2 separate regions of the Macaca mulatta genome follow, and region 1 is linked to region 2. The links are chromatin contacts, called in public Hi-C maps. All regions are on one chromosome and are shown on one strand. Each heading gives the region's core, a stretch centred on a gene start, on an enhancer-like site or on the middle of the called end of the contact. The rest is flanking DNA. Distances are from core to core; before and after follow the strand shown.

The links. A called contact is a pair of places that touch in the nucleus more often than the background predicts.
Region 1: a Hi-C map of liver shows a contact between it and region 2, with 2.0 times the contacts expected there. The contact joins the promoter of AKIP1 here to the promoter of TMEM9B in region 2. A contact is called at or near these places in 2 of 14 Hi-C or Micro-C datasets (cortical neurons and liver).

The regions. Positions count from the first base shown.
Region 1 is chr14:56,618,067-56,621,246 of T2T-MMU8v2.0, forward strand. AKIP1 (A-kinase interacting protein 1) reads right to left here and starts at 1,269. Exons shown (of 5, transcript NM_001194219.2): 1 at 791-1,269; 2 at 1-5. The coding sequence starts at 1,012.
Region 2 is chr14:56,564,214-56,567,199 of T2T-MMU8v2.0, forward strand. TMEM9B (TMEM9 domain family member B) reads left to right here and starts at 1,512. Exons shown (of 5, transcript XM_015114906.3): 1 at 1,512-1,886.

The sequences.
Region 1 (3,180 bases), core at 19-2,518, 54 kb after region 2:
TCTCTCTATTTGAATAAATGGCACGTCACAGGTTAGATCTAGGATTCCCTACTGGAGAATAAAGCCATTTTGGAAATAGCCTCCTTTTTACTTTTCGAAAGGCTCTGCAAGTTTATGTCAGAAAGAACGATGTTACTGAGAAAGAATTCCAACCCTAAAAGATGGACATGCAATTTATCCAGGACCTAAGAGATAGGTTTGCAGGCTTTCCAGGCTTTCCTCTATTATCAGATGACGGCTGTAAGTTTTTTGTTTTTTTTTTTTGAGACGGAGGTTTCGCTGTTGTTGCCCAGGCTGGAGTGCAATGGCACGATCTCGGCTCACCGCAACCTCCGCCTCTCGGATTCAAGCGATTCTCCTGCCTCAGCCTCTCTAGTACCTGGGATTACAGGAATGCGCCACCATGCCCGGCTAATTTTGTATTTTTAGTAGAGACGGAAAGTTTCTCCATGTTGGTCAGGCGGTCTCGAACTCCCGACCTCAGGTGATCCGCCGCCTCGGCCTCCCAAAGTTCTGGGATTACAGGCGTGAGCCACCGTGCCCGGCCTTTTTTTTTTTTTTTTTTAAGTAACCAACCAGGGCTGAACACTACCGTTATTCTACAGCTACCCAACAAGAACCTGTCAAATATAAACAGTTTTAAAAGGACTTTTCCATTCATTGTCCTGATCCTTTCCAGCTTCCGCTAAGGGGAGGTTTCCTCAGGTGCTTCTGCGCTGCACGCCCCAGGCTCCCAGCGGGCTACAGCGGTGCGAATGACTGGGGCGGTCCCCAGCACGGCGACCCTCACCTCTCCCGGGAAAACGCGCTGCGGGCCGGCTGCCGGCTGTCTCTCTAGGTGGGGCGCCTCCCGGGCAAGGACCCCCATGCAGCCTTTGGGACGCTCCAGGGCATGCCAGTCCACCGCCCTCCTCTTGGCCCGCTCCAGCACTTCTAGAGCCAGCCTTGCTGAACGCTGCAGGGAACGTCGGTCCACCCCATTCAGCGCTGCGGCCGCCAAACAGTTGTCCATGGCTCCCTAAGTGCGCACATAACGTACAAACGCCGGCGGTTCAGCTGGGCCGCCGCAACCCTGCTCCAAATTCGGGTGGGAGCCCCAGCCTCGACCTCCCTGGAGACCACCGCTCCTGGTCCGCCCCCAACGCAAACTCCAGCGGGAGCCTAGCCAGGACGAGGCCTAAGCGCGCCCACCCCTTCCATTTCCATCTGCCCCTTCCGCTACTTAGGGAACCCCCTCACCCGGCTCACTCGTCAAGGCGCATGCGCGCAGCACTATCCTAGGAAGCGGGATGAGGCCTGGCGCTCCCGGCGGCGCCGGCGCAGTAGGGCCATTGGCGGAAGGCGCGAGAGGCGGGGCGGCGGGGCGGCGGGGCGGCGGGGCGGCGGGGCGGCGGGGCGGCGGGGCGGCGGGGCGGCGGGGCGGCGGGGCGGCGGGGCGGCGGGGCGGCGGGGCGGCGGGGCGGCGGGGCGGCGGGGCGGCGGGGCGGCGGGGCGGCGGGGCGGCGGGGCTGCCAAACACGCCTTCTGCGCAGCGGCCGTGGCGTCTGCGCGCGGGTTGCCTTGTTAACTGTTGAGCGCTGGAGGCGGGGCGCCGGTAGCTGGGAGCCGGGGGCCGGGGGCTGGGGACCGAGTTGAGCCAGCCTCCCAGGACATCTGTCCGCGCTGTCGGAGGAATCCCTGGGTGTGGAGCTGGCCCTTAGAGGGCTACTGCGCTGCTTAACTTGATGGACCTGGGGTATAAAGGCAGGTGGTCTCCTGGGGTACCAGCTAGGTAGGCAACATCGCGAGAACCCGTGTACACACACACACACACACACCAGCTAGGTAGGCAACATCGCGAGAACCCGTGTACACACACACACACACACACACACACACACACACCAGCTAGGTAGGCAACATCGCGAGAACCCGTGTACACACACACACACACACACACACACACACTCTCACTCACTCACTCTAACCAGGAGTGGTTATGGGGTACCAGCTAGGTAGGCAACATCGCGAGAACCCATGTACACACACACACACACACACACACACACACACACACACACACACACTCTCACTCACTCACTCACTCTAACCAGGAGTGGTTATGGGGTACCAGCTAGGTAGGCAACATAGCGAGAACCTGTGTCCACACACACACACAGTAGGAGGAGTGGTGGCGCGCATCTGTAGTCCCAGCTACTCGGGAGGATCGAGGTGGGAGGATCGCTTGAACCCGGGAAGCGGAGGTTGCAGTGAGACGAGATCGCGCCACTGCACTCCAGCCTGGGCGACAGAGCGAGACTCAGTCTCAAAAACATCATGGGGAACAAGGCAAGTGCCTCCAGCGCCTCTTTCTGCTTGGTCTACATTTTGGGGTGTCGCTACTTTTGTTTGAGTAGGTGATTAGGCCAAACTGTGTGGCTGCCAAGGTGGCCTTTGGAGAAGGGAACGGCTTGGGATGGAGGCGAGACGGAGGCGGGGTTGTCTGCAGATGTTCCTGGCCCCCAGGGCAGAGGGCGCCTGAGGAGTTGTAGGGTCTCTTATAATCCCTTACTGCAGCTTTCTCGCCCCTCCAGGGTTAAGTACGGATTCACACATTTTTGAAGACCTGTTCTCTTGGGGTCTGACTCCATCTTTCAGGAAGGCTGCATCATGTTTAAGTAAGGAACTGTGAATGCTTACTTAAACCATGTTTAAGTGAGGACCTGTCACTCCACTCCGCTGGTTATTTGATAGGAGATACAACACAGGCTCTCACTGCTAATTAGTGACTCAGCCGCACCACCCAGCGCACAGCAAAGCGCTGATGCTTAGGAAGGTCCCCTTTGAAGGACACGCTCAGTGGGGGTCACTTTAAGGGACACAAAGAAATCCTCCTTTAAGTCTCCTCTGTGGTTTATGAAAAAGCAAAGAAAGAAACCCTCCATCGTCACCTAGTCTCAACAGATGGCTTGATGAGCAATTATGAGGTACCAGGTGAGTAGTAGGAGACCAATACGACCTCCGTCTGTACTATTTAATTTTTGCAAATTTTCTGCTTTCCCCTCATAAAAAGGAATGACAGTGAGTGAAACCCTTCGTTATCCTTGACATGATTTTTCATTTTAGTGGTATTCCAAAACATTTCCTTCAATAAAGGTTCATCAAGTGCCTCCTTTAGCACGTAGTGGTTATACGTGCATG
Region 2 (2,986 bases), core at 262-2,761:
CCTGATACTTTTCTTTTAGACTAACCAGAGGAGCCTCTCCCATTCCCCTTTTCCCTGGTCCCCACAAACACTGTATTGTTTTAATCTGTCTCCAGGTATAACGATAATAAGACAAAGTCCTTACCCTCAGAGAGCTCACAATATTTTGGTGGAGGTTTGAGTATAAAGGCAAAATGTGAAAACATAATTTTACTATAATGAGGTAAAGTTAAAGAGATTTGTGCAAACATAGAAGGGAGTGCACTTAAGTCAGGGAAGGTTTTCTGGCTTAGAAGACCCCTGACCTAAAGGAAAAGTAAGAGTTATCTAGATATGAGCAGGGCAGAACAAGAGAAACTGACCCCTCCACTTCGACTGAGTCACCTGAAATTATATTCATTTTTTGGCAGACATATACCTCCCCCAAACATTCGGCTCTAGTTGTGCCAGTTCTTCCCTGTCAGCCCTCTCCTTACCTTGGCCTGAGCCTTCATTGTCTCCAGTCAGGCAACTATCTCATAGTCACACTCCAGTCAGGGCAGCCACATTCTGTATTCTAGAACAGCACTTCCTAACAGCATTATAACATTTTCTAGTAGCCACATTTAAGAGGTCAAAAAACAAGTGAAATATTTTACTAATATATTTTATTTAACCCAATATATCTAAAATATTTAAACCATAGTTTTAAATTTTTGAAATATTTTACATTTTAAAAATACTGTCTTTGAAATTAAGTGTGTATTTTATACAGCACATTTCAATTCAGTCTAGCCACATTTCAAATGCTCAATTGCCACATGTAGCTAGATAGTGGTTATACCACGGAGCTCTAAAATGCTGCCCAGACTGAGCGTGGTTGGTGTTTCTCCATTAAACAGATGAGGCCCATCAGTCTGAGGCACAACTATGTATTTTCTCTAAGCCTCTGTACCCCCAAGGCCTTGAAAACAATTCGGAAGAGAAGACCTATGAGGTTTCAGGTACAGCAGGCACTCCCTTTAGATGCCAAGCCTAGACAACCCTAAACTGATGCCTAATGTGCAGCTGAATCACCTTTCAGCAATCAGATTCAGTGCCTCACCAACACATTCGACCCAGGGAGTCTCCAGTTTATCCTTTGGCCAGTAGAACACCCACTACAAAGTCTTGATAATTCATCAAAAGTGACAGCACCTTCACAGGGCAGTCTCGTGAGAGGATATCTAGCCCTGCCGCTCTGGTTCCTGTTGGGAACAATATCAGACACCTTCTTGTGTTAGATTCACATGAATCTAAGAATCACATGGGCGAAAAATATTCAGAGCATTCTGTTAAAACATTTCCACAAATTAGGAAAAGACCATCTTTAAAAATCTGTTCTTAGAGGTAAAAACAGGGGTATTACAGGGGGCATAATTTTAAATCTATTCCCTCATATTGAGCCAAGAACTACAAGCCCAGAGAAGGGAAGTGATTTGCCCAAGGTCATTCAACAAATCCCTAGTGGCTGTGATGATCCCTGCATCCTTGCCACTATCTCCCTTGTCTCCACTAACAAAAATGTTTCAATGGGAGAATGTGCCGATCTAAGGTACTCCTAAAGTACTCGCTGAGAATGACAGCCTTGGGGAGGCCAGTCGGCAGCCGTGAACAAGCACTGCCTTACCGGGGCGTGGCGCCCCAATTCGCCACCTCTTGGAGTCCTAGGCGGAGGATACTGCTGGGGCAGTTGTGTCGCCAATTCCACATCTCCCGGAGCCTGCCCCGGCCCAGCCCAGCCCCGCCGCTGTGACCCACTTCCTAGCTGCAGGCTGGACCAACGGGAGGCACACCGGGAGCTCCACAGGGAGGCCACGCCCACGAAGGCCGCTCACAGACTTAGAAAGCCGACGGGGTGCTGTGGCCAGGAAGCGTGTGGGCGGCAGGTTAGTACCGGAAGTGCAGAGACCACCCCCAACCTTTTGACTGGGAGAGAGCACCCCGGAAAAGCATGGCTTGGCCAGTTCCAGCCCCGTTTCCACGCTCAGCACCCGCCCTGCCTTTGCGCGAACAGCTCCGGCCCGCACGGGCCGCCGAAGGGCCCTGTGTGACACTTGGAGTTTGTTGGGGTCTCCGTGGGCGGGAGGACTTTCCAGCGCAATGGCGACTCCATAAGCCCGGCAGCTTCTGCGCCCGGGGAAGATATCCAAGAGCTGCAAAGCCCTACTGGGCCCAGGTTGCCACCCCAGAGGCCCCCTTCCCTGGGGCCTGGGGGAGGCCAGGACGGGCACCACGATATCCCAGCCTCCCTGCCCTTCGCACTGGGAACCGTTTCCGGGGCTTTTTGCATTTGACCCGGCGCGCGCGGTGACGCCTTCGCGTCCAGACGGAAGTGCGGGCGGAGGATCCCCAGCCGGGTCCCGAGCCTGAGCCTGAGCCCGAGCCCGAACCGGGAGCCGGTCGCGGGGGCTCCGGGCTGTGGGACCGCTGGGCCCCCAGCGATGGCGACCCTGTGGGGAGGCCTTCTTCGGCTTGGCTCTTTGCTCAGCCTGTCGTGCCTGGCGCTGTCCGTGCTGTTGCTGGCGCAGCTGTCAGACGCCGCCAAGGTGAGTCCCGCCCAGCCTCGCTCCTGACGGAAGCTCCTCCCCTGCCACCGGCCTTGCGGAAACTGGGTCTGCCAACTTGCTGCTCGGCCCATTCCTGACAGCCATACCCCTAGCCTCACAGCTCCGGCAAACCCCCGTTGCCACCAGCCGCGCCCCTCCCGACTGCCCGGCAGCACTCCCGCCCTCAACCCCGACAGCCAGGTAGTCAGCGCCCCACGGCCGTCCCCAGCCCCGACAGTGCCCACAGCCCGGACAGCAGCCCCCACCGCCCTGACATTTCCCTTCCCAGCCCCGTCTGCACGCACCTTACACTTGACAACCTTTTCACCTCCGAGAGCCTTTAACTTTCCACCCTAAGCCCTTGACAGTCCACCTGCGCCCTCCGGGCCAGCCTCACAGGCCTCGCATGCCCCAACCCAGAATGATAGGAAGCCCGCATC